Linked DNA regions of Mus musculus: region 1 is linked to region 2. The links are chromatin contacts, called in public HiChIP or PLAC-seq maps. All regions are on one chromosome and are shown on one strand. The core of a region is the stretch at or near the end of the contact, and the rest is flanking DNA. Distances in the headings are between cores, read along the strand shown.

The links. HiChIP or PLAC-seq counts read pairs in DNA pulled down with a chosen protein or histone mark.
Region 1: a contact with region 2 is called in an H3K27ac HiChIP or PLAC-seq map of embryonic stem cells, with 5 times the contacts expected there. The contact joins the promoter of Lgr6 here to the enhancer-like site in region 2. A contact is called at or near these places in 4 of 39 promoter capture datasets (the 3T3-L1 cell line, the HPC-7 cell line, hippocampal neurons and 1 more), 1 of 484 Hi-C or Micro-C datasets (embryonic stem cells) and 3 of 115 datasets of contacts at active chromatin or transcription factors (embryonic stem cells and thymic regulatory T cells).

The regions. Positions count from the first base shown.
Region 1 is chr1:135,100,395-135,107,206 of GRCm38.p6, forward strand. It overlaps Lgr6 (leucine-rich repeat-containing G protein-coupled receptor 6), which reads right to left and starts at 4,882. Exons shown (of 18, transcript NM_001033409.3): 1 at 4,535-4,882. The coding sequence starts at 4,746.
Region 2 is chr1:134,418,865-134,425,690 of GRCm38.p6, forward strand. It overlaps Adipor1 (adiponectin receptor 1), which reads left to right. Exons shown (of 8, transcript NM_028320.4): 2 at 4,057-4,291; 3 at 5,094-5,210; 4 at 5,887-6,058. The coding sequence starts at 4,151. Among named protein-coding and RNA genes, the nearest start is that of Adipor1, 6.9 kb to the left of the region's middle. Within about 2 kb of position 5,282, at least 18 of the 459 cell types and tissues checked have an H3K27ac peak or open chromatin away from gene starts, as enhancers often do. A contact at or near this core is called in embryonic stem cells, where this site is marked.

The sequences.
Region 1 (6,812 bases), core at 3,632-6,131, 680 kb after region 2:
GGCTTTCTTCTCCGCCGGTGCCCCACCCAGCCGCTCCCGTGCCCACTGCCGCCAGAGCCCAGAGGTTTCCTTTTTCTTTTTGCCTAAGGCTGTCTCCTGCCTTTCCTTTGAACTGGGGTGACAGCTCCCCCACACAGCCACTCTCCTCCAGCAACCCCCCAGGCTCTTTCAACAAGGGAGGGCCCAGGGGACCCCACTTCCTGAAATTGCTCCATCCCTCCCTTGCTTGCTTCTCTCTGCTTTGGTCTGGGTGCTGCCTGGATTCTCTCTCTCCCTCCTGGATTCCAGAGCTCTCCCTGTTCCACACCGGCAGCGAAGGACCCAGGGTTTCCAGCCAAATGTGGAGCACAGAGATCCAGAGAAACCCTGGGACTTACCTGGGGGTCTCTCACCCACTGTGAGATTGAGGATTAGAATTTATGTACCCCTCATCACAACGGAAGTGCAGAGGCTGGACCAGGCAGGGAGCCTCCGAGATGAGGAAGTGAGCTGACAAAGTGATACCCCCCCACACACACACACACACTCTAACCCAGGGCCAGTGTTTGCCAATTGATGCTAAGTGAATCTCACCTCTCGTCCCTCCAGTAACCCATCTGGGGCAAGCTGGAGAGCAAGCTAGGGTCTTCTAGTGGTCACCCCCTCCCATTCCACGAAGTCTTGAGACTGTACCAGCTGGTGGGGGCAGCTGCAAAAGTGTTCTGGTTCCCCAAGGTCGCCACCAATGTCTACATGACAGTGTGTTCTCCCGCCACATACACACAGCCCTCAGCATACAGAGACTTGTTGAACAACTCCCATAGCAGGCTGCTCCGCTTTCCAGTACTAGCTCCAGCACCTCCACCTCCAGGGAGCCTTCCAAGACAACTGCCTCCTGGCTCCCTGGTGACAACACTATTAACACTGTGTTCTTCCGGACCCTATACCTGCAGACACTACCTCAGTGAAGCCACACAGCCACCGTTTGAATCAGGTATTAGCTTCATTTATAGATGGAGAAGCCAGGTCAAGTTATAAACCAATATACTTGCTCAGTTTCTGCTAGCGCTGCCCTTCACACCAACGCCCACCCTTAACCTTCTGTGCTCTTCCTATGACACACTGCCTCCACCTCCATCTGTCTGGTTATAGACATGCTTAAGCAATGGCAAGAGATTATCCTGATTCTACACACACACACACACACACACACACACACACACGCACATGCACACGCACACGCACACACACACGCACAGTCACACGCACCTGACCTTTCGCACAAACCCAGTGGTTATTCTGGCTTGAAGGAAGCGAATTCCCTTTGAGTAGCCTGGCATAGAGCAAACGTTTTGGCAGCAGTAAGTAACAAAACGGATGCTTAGGGGTAACCCACAGTGCTTGAGCCTCTGAGAGTTTACAGCCAGAGGTACACACACACTCTCCAACATTTCTCAGTGCCGAAGGCAAACAGGAGACCCCACGTAAATCCCTGGATTCCCCAGCTCTGGGTGCATTTGCCTAGCGAGCACGTGCTACATGTATATTCCTGTGACTGCTAGTGCTGGGGCATGACAGGGACACCTCTCATTCCCATCCCCACAAACTGCAGTGCCCCAGAGCCAGCTGAGGCATATTCCTCTCCATCTCTTTCCGTAAGAGGCCTCAACTCAGGGAGACACACAAAACCCAGCAAATTTCCCTGAGCTTCACTCCAGTGAGGGTGTGGGAGGAGCCCTTCTAGAGACACTTGAAGTACTGTGTATAAATGAATGACTCCTAACTTTGATCAAACAGGGCTGGCATTGGGCCCCAGACTGTTCGTGGGTTTTGGACTTGTGTGTCAAATAAATAGACATAAAGACTCTCGGTCTCCCTGGGAACAGGAATGGAGGGAGGTGGAGGCAGCCACTTCATGACAGGTACTGGCTAGGAAGGATCCTTACTATCCCCGGGTGGGAAGCAGAGGCCAAGTAGTTTTATACTGAAATTCTGTCAAGGAAGCACTAAAAGGGACCCAGGATGTCTTTTGTGGCCCGCCAGCAGGTCCTAATACTGCCAAGAAGGGACAGGGTCCCAAGATATCCCTGCCTGGCTCCTTCTCATGATCTGTCTCTCATTACCTTCCAAGGCCTTTGCAGAGCTAGAAGGATAGCTCAGAACAGTGATGTGTGTGATGCACAGGCATGAAGATCTGGTTTCTACCTGCAGAGTTCATGCAAAAAGAGTCAGAAATGGTGGCGTGCACTTGGTCATTCCCCAGAGTTCATGCAAAAAGAGTCAGAAATGGTGGTGTGCACTTGGTCATTCCCCAGCGCCAGGTGAGGAATATGAGCAGATCCCTGGGACTCCCCGCCTAGATCACTCAATGAGCTCCAGGTTAGCATGGGACACTGTCTCAAAAAACAAAGACAAAACCAAACCAAAGGGACAGCTCCTGAGATGTGACACCTGCGGTTGACCCCTGGCCTCCACACACACTGAACATGTACCTGCAGACATGTGCACACCAACATAGATACACACACACACACACACAGAGAGAGAGAGAGAGAGAGAGAGAGAGAGAGAGAGAGAGAGAGAGAGAGATGTAAAATGTCCTCGCAGCTCCCCTGAGAAAGCAAAGAGGGAAGGCTCCACCTCTGAGCTATCTACAGATAGTAGAAGCCCCTCCTCCACCCCCCACTGGGACCCCTGCACAGCCCAGGCAGGAGGATGGGTCTTTCCAGCTCTCTGCAACGCTGTGTATATTGCTGAAAAAAATCTCCGGATCACCCAGGACCCACACCCGTGACTCCCTTCTCCTACCCTCGGAAACTCAAAGGCTTCCTTGACACCCACAAAGACTCAGGAAGAGCTCAGAAACCTTCACCTCTTCTAACCCAAAGATACCCCGCATATCAGAGGGCACTGGGTCAAAGTGTCACGGAACTGTTGTCACCATGGAACGTGGAATACTTGGATCCCCAAAGTGAAACTCTATCCTTATTCCCAAGCCCTGCCAGGAAAAAAAAAAAAAAAAAAGTCCACAGATTACTCTAGAAAATTTTGGTTGCTGAGAAATGTGGCCTGACCTGCCACCCTCTGAAAGGTCCTGTGTCCTCTCTGTTCCTTTAACACAGGCAAGAGGCCTCTTTTCTGCTGTCCTGGAAGGCTGAATAGAAGTTATTTCTAAAGTCTTTTTAGCCATCTTCCCTGTCTTCCAAAGAAACAGTGTCATAGACCCCTAATGTATTAAACTGCTAGAAATGGAATTTCTGGGGTGTGATGGCGGTGGGCCCAGACCTGCTGCTCTCTGCTTGGTGCTGGGCACCCTCACAGCTCTGCTGTGAATACCTGTGCCCACCTCTCCCATCACCCCTAGGGGCTGTACAGGACTTGGTTTGTCCTTCTGGAATATGGGTGTTTCTGTTCCCACAACTGTTTCTTTTGGAGTGAAGAAGGATATGGGGGCGGGGAGGTAATCGCGATATGGAAGGAGCCCCACAAGGGGCACTAGTTCAGGATCCCCCACTTTTACCAGGACACCACCCTCTCATCGCACCCTGGCCCCACCAGCTCTATTGCCGAGCCTCTGGGAACAAGCCCGGCTGCCTCTTCCTCAGCGATCCTCAATTCTAGGATCCCAAAGCCGAGAGAGCCTCTCTCAGGCCTGAGGGAGCTCTGGCCAGACTTTCTACCCAGATCTTCCCACCTTCTCTCCTTCTTCTAAGGGATAGCAGGGGAGGCCAGGGGGTTTCCTCTCCCTGCAGCAGGGGTCAGGGCCAAGAGGTCCGGGCTATGCTCCCACCCACTCCTGCCCAGGTAGTGATCAGCTACAGCTTCCGGCTCTCCCGATTCTGAGCCGGCTACCCCCAATAGGGTCCCCTTCGTGCACCACCTCACCCCAACTCAGACTCTAAAAATGGTTCTCTGGTTTTCAGTCTTGAAGCCTGCCCACAAATTAGTGTCTCTAACACAGCCTCCTGGGACAAGACTTCAGGGAGGCCTGGGGAGGGGGTAGGAGACCTCCACACAAGAAGATGGTACTGGCAGAGTCCCTAACTAAGGAGAGGAGAGCTGCGTGGACCCTTCACCAAAGCCCCCTGCCTCAGTGGGGCAGTGCCGCTTCCTGCTGTGGTGGAAGAACCCATTTCATCCCTACCAGGGCAAACTTCCCTCACCTCCTAACAGAGCACTAACTTTTGCCTTCATCAATCCTGGGCAGTGTTCTTCTGAGGAGGACAGCAAAAGAATATACTGTCACACACACACACACACACACACACACACACACACACACACACACCACTTTCTTGCTTGGCGTTCACACTGCACTTCACCAGGTCCCACATTAAGCCCATAGGGGTGGGGGAGAAACACCTGGGAAAGGTAGCAGGGAGGCCTAGGCTCATTTCTTGCCTCAGTTTCCCAAGTTCTAAGACTAGCTTCCCAGTCCTTCACTCTTGGAAAAGGAAGAGCCCTCTTGGGGATGCGCATGTCCAAGGGCACCAAACGAGTGTTTGCGGGGCAGGCGGCCATTACGAATAACAGGTACCAGCAGGTGAGTACTCACAGGTAAGCCGTCAGGGGGTCCAGGTCCGCAGGCACCACTGAGAGCCCGAGCTCGGAGCAGTCAGCGGACAGCATGATGCCGTCCTCCTGGCAGTGGCAGGGAGCCGGGCAGGCGGGACGCCCCGGGCCAGGCTGGGGGTCGCTGCCCGCGCGCGCCGATGCGCACAGCACAGCGCAAAGCCACAGCGCCAGGAGCCCAGGCGGGCTGTGCATCTCGGCGGCGGGCTGCGGGGCACCTGGCGGGCGCTCAGACGGGCGAGCGCACGGAGTTGTGCGCGCGCGGCTCACCTCCTGGTCCCGGGCGGGCCCGAGGGCTGCGCCGTCGGTGGGCAACGCCCCCGCTCGACTTGGCTTGGGCGCGGCGGCGGCAGCGGCGGCGGGACGGTGCAGTCAGAGAGGGGCAGGCATTGTTGAGTGATCTTCGTTATTCAGTTTCACAGGCTGGGCTTGGCGAGGGAGGGAGACACGGGGGTGGGGTGGGGGGGCTGGGAGGAGGAGTCAAGGAAACTTTCTACGCTGTGGCTCGCTCCCCTTCCCTCCTTCCTTCCCAGCTGGCAGGAATTTCATCGGGGGCGTGGGGTAGGAGAGGGGCGGTGAAGAAAGCAAAGAAACCCAAAGAAAGCTAGGAAGGGCCAGCACATCAGAGACCTGCACTTGTTTAGAAAGGGTGCCCCAGAGCTGGGCCTATGGGGTCGAATTCTTTTTGACTTTGGGAACAGCCACAGGGTCTCAAGGGACCAGAGACCATCAGGGGAGAAACAAACAAACAAAAAACAAAACAAAACAAAAAAACAACAACAAAAGAGAGTTCCACAGACTTGAGCCCCACTACCAGATTTTAGGCTGATGGGAAAAGAGACCCGAGAGAAAGAGATGTTCAAGGTCACACGGCAGTTGGGGACAGCCTCAGAACTAGTGCCCAGATCACTCCTTTACACCCATTCCGACCAGGGAAGGAAGAAGGTCTCAAGGAGGAAGGACGTGGTCGCAGGTTGGTAGTAGGAATGAGGAGGGGCCCCCTCATTGAGGAGCCACTCCTCAACACCAAGCAACTGGCGTAGATTCCACCTGATGCACAGGGCATGGAAATGAACTCATGTAGACTATAAGATCTAAGGTCTAGAGATCACCCTGAACCTTGATCTCGGGACCCAGGACAGCAGAGGGGCTGCCCTCCGCACAGCTGGTTGCCAGAGCTTGCCAGCGAGTCGGCTGATTGGCGCCACCTGGAGGCCCAGTACTACAGATGCAGCTCAAGCACCTTAAGGGCCCGATTCCATCTATAATCCATCTATAATCCCAGGACCTTGGAGAGCAAGGGCAATAGTGGCTAAAACTGGAGTCAAGACTCAGCTCTCTTCTTAGGCCAGCCTGGGCTAGCAGTGCTTCCTTCACGTGTCCTTTTGCTTTCTCTGGTCTCCAGATCTTTCCCTGAGCCAAGCCCCAGGATGGAACTAGACCAAGTTGGGAGCAGTTTGATCCCCATGGTCCATGAGGACCACACGGAGGTAGCCAAGATACCCTCCACCTTTTACTTCTATATCCCAAACACTTCATCAACCCCTCTCTATCTTTGCGGACGCCGCAGGGCCCGCAGAGGGGAAGCTGCATAGTCAGACCAAGAAGCCAAAAGAACTGTGCTGTGCTTCCAGGGCTCCAGCCGCAGCTGTGATAGAACTACAAGATGAGCCTGTAAGAAGGTCCCTCCACAGCCACACAGACCTGCAAGCAGAAGCCCCCTCTGTATTTACTCTCGCTTACCCCTTGCCTTCACCTTGGCTCTAACCCCTCATACACACACACACACACACACACACACACACACACACACACACACCATTCATGCTGCTCCAAGTCCCCAGCCAAAGCTGGAAAATCACACTTGGGCCCCTTTCCACCTCTGGAGCAGCCTTCTGAAGTGGGCTTGGGCAACTCAGAGCTGAGTGTCCAGCCTGCCCACAGGATGGAGAGTCACTCTGGGGCCAACCCTTGGACTCCTGAGAAATGCAGTACTGAAGAAAACATTAATGTTCAGTCCTAGGGGGTCACAAGAACCCATTCTCACTTTGGGAAAGCTCCTCGCTAGTAGAAAGCCCCACTTTTTTTTTAAGTACACTTGTCTTGTGTATGGGTATGATTGTAGAGACGGTTCAGTGGTTAAGAGCACTGCTCTTCCAGAGGACACAGGTTCAATTCCCAGCAACCACGTGGCAACTCACAACTGTATCTCCAAGATCTGACACTCTCACACAGACATACATGCAGGCACACACACACAC
Region 2 (6,826 bases), core at 4,032-6,531:
GCCAAGCTGCATAGATAGACCCCAACTCACCCACCCTCTTAAAAGGCCCGGAACCTTAGGTCAGATCTCCTAGAAGCTCTGCCTTAGACTCCAGGGAAAGTATGTGTCATAGCCTGGAAAACTTGGAAACTGCTTCAGAGAATAAATTATCTTCAGAATCTCTAAGGGCAACTCTCCAGCTAATTGGCTGGTGATTAAAACTCAACTTTTTCTCCAAGTTTAGTGCGGGATTATCTTATTTGTAGGAACACAAACGCCTCTCCTTCTCCACGGCTTTAGTCTATAACAGCTTACATTTATCCAGTTGGGAAGCTTAGTGGTAAAAGTTTATTAGCTTGAGTGGAAGAAATCCCAGCAAAAATGCCCTCTTGGGTTTGGCCCAGTCATAATTTGCTGTGCTGGGTGTGGCCCATTTGAGAGGAAAGGTGTTTCCTCTAAAATGCATAAGGGTTTAGAGGCAGACACACAGTGGGATTCCAGAGTCTCTTGGAATCAGTCTCACACCTTAGGGCTTTGTGTTGATTTAAATTAAGAGCCTAAGATGCTTGCAATTTCCTGTTGGTGAGTGGTCCATGCTATAGGAGCAATGGTTTCAGGGCCCAGTGTTACTGCTCTCTCCTCTGCCAGACCTCAGATCCCTCCCTCTTCCTTTCCTGTCTCAACTTTTCGTGGTCAATTAGAGAAACAAGCAAAAATACTAGCTTGGATTGTGTCTGATCTTTGTACTCTTATTGTACAACCTGAAGTTTGTGCTATCCTTGTGCCTCTGGTGGAATGTGTAAACAGCACCCAGTGAATTAAATGTGTGACCATTCTGCTTAGAGTTCTCTTCCTACACTGCCTTGCTGGAGCAGTGAGATCATGTCACAAGTTAACTTACCCATCTAGTTATACCAAAGACAGGGACAGAACTTGTTCAACTTCTGTTTTGCACAGGACCTTATAGAACTAACTGCATTCATTATGTATTCAGTGAGTGAATTGGCTTACTCTGGAGGAAAGGATAAGAGATAGCTCCATGGTAGAAAGAAAAGGGCCCCAACCTTGACCAGTGGTATGGTGGTAAATCATGCTTGCTGGCTGGCACGTGGCCCAGTCAGTCACTTTGAAATACGGATTCAGACCAAAACTTTTGATCTGCATCGTTTAGGATGCATGTACTATTGTGCTCCAGAACTCGAATGCCTGTGTGTAGTCTCTCTCCTGTTGCCTGCTTTAGTAACTAGAGGTTTAGTGTTCCCTTCTTTTCAGACTTCTCAAAGATGACCAAAGCTCTTTGTTTGCTTGTTTGTTTGTCTGGGAGCTGTTTATTCAGTAAGACTTCCCTTTGAGGAAGGATGTTTTGAGGTCAGCTGTTAAGATTTCCCAATACTGCTTCTCACATGAGTTGCTTATCCGCTGGGCTTCCCAGGGGCCTCCAGTTTCCTGTTCTTGAGCTCAAGTGTTGATTGTGACTGTGTGTGTTAACAAATGTCTTGTCCCAGGCTTGTGCACTAAAAGGAGGAGGAACTGTCTGTGTTGACATAAAGGTATATTGGGTAATGAGTTATTGTTTGTGTCTCTCTGGAGTCTAGATTTGACTCTTTGAGCTGTGTGTGTGTGTGTGTGTGTGTGTGTGTGTGTGTGTGTGCGTGTGTGTGTGTGTGTGCGCGTGTTTGTGCAGGAATGCATATGAAGCAGAGGATGATGCATGGCTTGTATGAGGATTGCCTTCACCTCAGGGCAGATTAAGATATTAGTCAGGCATCTCCAGAGCCAACAGAAGGCAGGCAGGCAGGCAGATAGGTATGAGCATTTGTTCAGGGAATTAGCCACAAGAATGTGGAGATTAACTCCCAAAATGGACCATCTACAGGCTAGAGAACTAGGGAAGTCATTGGCATAATTACCAACTGAAGGCTGAAAGGTGCTAACCTTAGAGTCCAAAGGCCAGAGATCCTAGAGTTCTGAACAGCTACAAGAGGATTTTATCATTTGTTTGTTTGAGGCAGGGTATCACTGTGTAGCTCTGGCTGGCCCAGAACTTCCTATGTAAACTAGGCTGGTCTTGAACTCACCAAGATCCACCTGCCTCTGCCTCCTGAGTGCTGGATTAAATAAAGTTGCATTACCACCATACCCTCAAAGTTCCCTCTTCTTCTGTTTCATTCTACCTGTGGGGTAGCCAGTTAGATAATGCTCACTCATGGGTGAGAGCATATCCTCTTCTCTCGGGTCACTAAATCAAATGCCAGCCTCTTCCTGAAACCCCACACCCCCGAGAATGCTTTACCAACTATCTGGACGCCCCTTAATCCAGTCACTGATCCCTAAGATTAACCATAACCTACATATACCTAATTATAATCCCTGAGAGGGAATTGAGATTACTCTTGGGTAAAAACTAGTCCAGATGCCAAAGATGTTTGTTTACATAGTGAGCTGCCATGGGTGAAGCAGTGTCTCTCCAGGGAATAGTCATGTTTACTTCCCACCATGAAGGAGGCAGTCTCCCAAGTTTAAATGTCTCTCTCATCATATAACCCACGGTGCTGTCTTTGGGTTGCCCTGTGGTATTCTTCTGGCTCGGGGTGTTGCTATGAAGTAACAAAGCCCTGCCTCTGGAAGGAAGAAGACTTAGAAATACCACATAGAAGTCTTAGGAAACTTTGCTTTGCTTTATTCTTCTCTGAAGCCTAATTTGAAAATATTACATTAAAAAGGCCAGTGCAGAAAATCCTACAATGTTTGAGAATGTGCTGGGAGTCTGAATTCTGATTCTTCCTTAAGGATCGTGCATGACTGTGTCTAGTTTATACAAAGTATTTTGAGTGGGGCTTAGATTTATGGGCTGTGGTGGTTGGGACGCGCTCTTGCAGAGCCGGTGATTTAGGGGTGTGTGTGTGGCAAAGGGCGGACTTGGGGAGCCTCCTTGTCTTTTAAACTTCCTGCTTCCGGGTAGATCATTGCTTGCTGTGAGGAGTGTGATGAAGGCTTCTTATTAGAGCCTTGAGCCCAGGCTGTAACCCTGAAAATGAGCGGATTTGCAGAGGAAACAACCAGCGGGCATACCCAGCCTTTTCCCATGCAAGATGTGCTTGTCACGTCTATCTAAAGGCCAAATGAGTACAGTTGACACTTAATCCATTCCTAAGCCTGTATGCTCTCTCAATATTGTAGCCAGATGTGGGCTTCACTTAAAGAAAGAAGGTAGGCATGGTGGTGCGCACCTTTGATGTCAGCACTCGGGAGGCAGAGGCAGAGGCAGGTAGGTGTATTTCTTGAGTTTGAAACCAGGCTCATCTACATATTAAGTTTTAGGCCAACTAGAGCTACATAGTGAGATGGTCTCAACTCCCCCCCTTTCCCGCCCCACAAAGAAAATAGATTTATTTGTGTACTGAAATGAAACAGCCAGACTTGAGAGCATAGCCTACAGCTGGTCTTGGTGTTTTGATGTCAGTTGCGCGTCTAGGCCTTTCATGGGGGGAATGGGCTTGAGGAGTGGTGGGCGTCGCCCTTCTCACGAGCGGGCTCCATTGGGTCCGGTGATGTTGACAGTTAGTATAGTAACAGTAGAACCTGTGAAGGCAGAGAACTAGGTGTTATCTTTTTTATATTTATATGTAATGTGATCATATATATGAGATTATATATGCACATATAATCTCATATATATAAGATTATATATGTGTATCTGAGATTTTATATACGTATCTAGGTGAGATTGGAGAGTTTCTGGTGAAGCATAATATTCTAAAGGAGACAGATTTGTTTGTTTATTTATTTATTTATTTATTTATTTACTTTTCAAGACAGGGTTTCTCTGTGTAGCCCTGTCTACCCTGGAACTCACTCTGTAGACCAGGCTGGCCTCGAGTTCAGAAATCTGCTTGCCTCTGCCTCCCAAGTGCTGGGATTAAAGGCGTGTGCCACCACTGCCCGGTGAAGACAGTGGATTTTATTTAAACAATGAGCTAGCCTTTACAGTTAGAGGCAGGGTAAGCTGATTAGCTATGTCATATTCAGTATAGCATTACAGAAATGAATCCGGTGTTGTCATGTTTGTATCTGCAGTGTCCACCATCACAGGAAGATCTCTGCCCTCTGGGGCTGAGAGACCCCAACCTTTCTTCAAGCTGAAGCTGCCAGGCACTGAGGTACCAGCCAGATGTCTTCCCACAAAGGCTCTGCCGGGGCACAAGGCAATGGGGCTCCTTCTGGTAACAGAGAAGCTGACACAGTGGAGCTGGCTGAGCTGGGGCCCCTGCTGGAGGAGAAGGGCAAGCGGGCAGCCAGCAGCCCAGCCAAGGTAAACTGTTTCCCAGAGTTGCTCGCTTGACCAGTGCCCTGCTGAATCTATTCAGTCTCAGTTTAAGATCTCCCTCCCTTTTAAATTACCCATAGGACCCTGGGGATAGTTCTGGATGTGTCTTGATTGTGCTTGGTTTAGGTGTCTTTATTTTTGTCTCTGAGCTTTGGGAGTTAATTTCCCAAAAGAGCACACAGTACTTTTGTAAACTCAGTGTCCAGCAGAAGAAGTGCAGTAAAATAATCACTAAATAGACCTGAATTAAGGTAATAGACAAAAATCCCTTCCACTGGGGCAAATGGAGATCTCTCAGGCAAGAGGGCCCAGTGAGTAAAGGTGCTGCCGTCTAGCCTGATGAGCTGAGGTTGATCCCTGGAACCTACAGAGTAGGAGAGAACCAATTTCCTCAAGCTGTCTTGATGAGTGCATGTGTGCGCGTGCACGCACGCACACCTACACTAAAATTGTAAAAAATGTTTTAAGAGAACAGGCACATAACATCTAAGGCAACATATACTCATAATAAAGTTTAAATAAGTAAGAAATTAAAATTTAAATAATGTCTAGGCTTGGTGCACTAAGCCTGTGTTCTTCCAATGATAGTCTCAGTCTGCGTCTTGTGTGCCAAACCAAACTTTCACCCAGTGTAGATAAAGTAGGAATCTCAGGCGACTGTGGCCAACTCAGTATCATGCTGTGGGGGCGGAGGGCCAGCGTTCTGAGGGTGAAGCTGTGAGTTTGGATCTCCCCAGAAACGTGCAGTTTAGGAGTTGATGTCTAGACTGTTGTTGTGTTCCTTTAGGCTGAGGAAGATCAAGCATGCCCGGTGCCTCAGGAAGAGGAGGAGGAGGTGCGGGTGCTGACGCTTCCTCTGCAAGCCCACCATGCCATGGAGAAGATGGAGGAGTTCGTGTATAAGGTGTAGCCTAGAGCTGGGAAGGGGTGGGGGCAGGGTGGAGCCGAGGTCTCTGGGAAGGGGCGGGGCAGGGTGGAGCCGAGGTCTCTGGGATGTCTCTAACTGGCGAGCCTACCTGGAGTTGAAGAGCACTTGCTTGATGACCTAAGGTCAATCCCTTGATCCTCGTGGTTAAAAAAAGAGAGTAATTCTCACAAATTGTGGGAATTTTCTGATTTTCACATGTACACTGTTGCACTTGTATGCCCACACATACACATATAAAATAAATAAATATAACTTAAAATGAAGAAGAACGAATTACTGCTTTACAAAGATACAGAATTAGCACAGTAAGGACTTCAGAGGAGTAAACAAGGAGAGAGGAGCAGGAGCCAGAAGACTCCAGGAAAACATCAGGAGAGATTTGTGTTTGTGAAAAACATGCTTAGGATTTCTTTGTCTTCTCTCAGTATATTAATTTTGAAAATTCAAGGAGCATAAAGGAGGTTCCCTATAAAGTGGCCAACATATCAGCCAGTCCCCTGCTGGGTATCTCCAAGGCTAGCCTTATTCCCCTGGGACTTGGCACCACCTGAAGCCTGAGTGACCACCTCCTAAGCAGGTTCTCTTCAGTGCGGTTTCCCCAGGAAAGCTCCTTTTCACTACAGCCCATCTAAAGGCGTCGTGTGTGTTGTAGGTCTGGGAGGGACGTTGGAGAGTCATCCCGTATGATGTGCTTCCTGACTGGCTGAAAGACAACGACTACCTGCTACATGGCCACAGACCACCTATGCCCTCCTTTCGGGCTTGCTTCAAGAGCATCTTCCGCATCCACACAGAGACTGGCAACATCTGGACACATCTGCTTGGTGAGTGATTTGGATGAGGAAAAAAAAAAAGTTTGTAGTGATGCGTGCTGTACCACTGGGCACCATTCTAGTCATGGGTTGTTGGTGGCGATGCACTCCTTTAGTTCCGGCACTTCGATCTCTGTGAGTTCAAGGCCAACCTGGTTTACATAGGAGTTCCAGGCTAACCAAAGAAATAAACAAAAAAGGAATTCCAATCTTACTTGCCAAGGAATTTGTCCATGGGGAGAGAATAAAATGTTTCTGAATAGTTGATATCAGGAGTCTGGCCTTTTAGGTTATTGTTCACCTTACTTGATAGTTGATTGCTGGTCTTTACCACAAGACAGAAGACCCAGAACATGAGGGAATGGCGCTGCATCTTGGCTTTGGCTTCTTGCTGGAACATCTGTGTAGTGGGAACTCATGATTCCTAACTTGCCACTCTAAAAACAAACTGCCACCATTCACAGACTAATACTTTTGTGGCCTACGAGTGTGTGCTTGCCTAGCTCCAAGAAGCCCTGGCTTTGACTCCTAGCACTGAGTAGACTGGGCATGGTGGCACATGCCTGCAATCCCAGTATTCAGGAGGTGGAGGCAGGGAGGTGAGAAGTTCAGGGTTACCCTAGCTACACAGGGGTTGGCGGCCATTCAGGAGTACATGAAACCCTGTCCCAAAATAAAAATGTCAGGGTTGGAGAGTTAGCTCAGTGGTTGAAAACTCGTGGTTCTTCCAGAGGATCCAGGTTCAGCTCCCGGCATGCACGTGGCATTCACACATCCTCA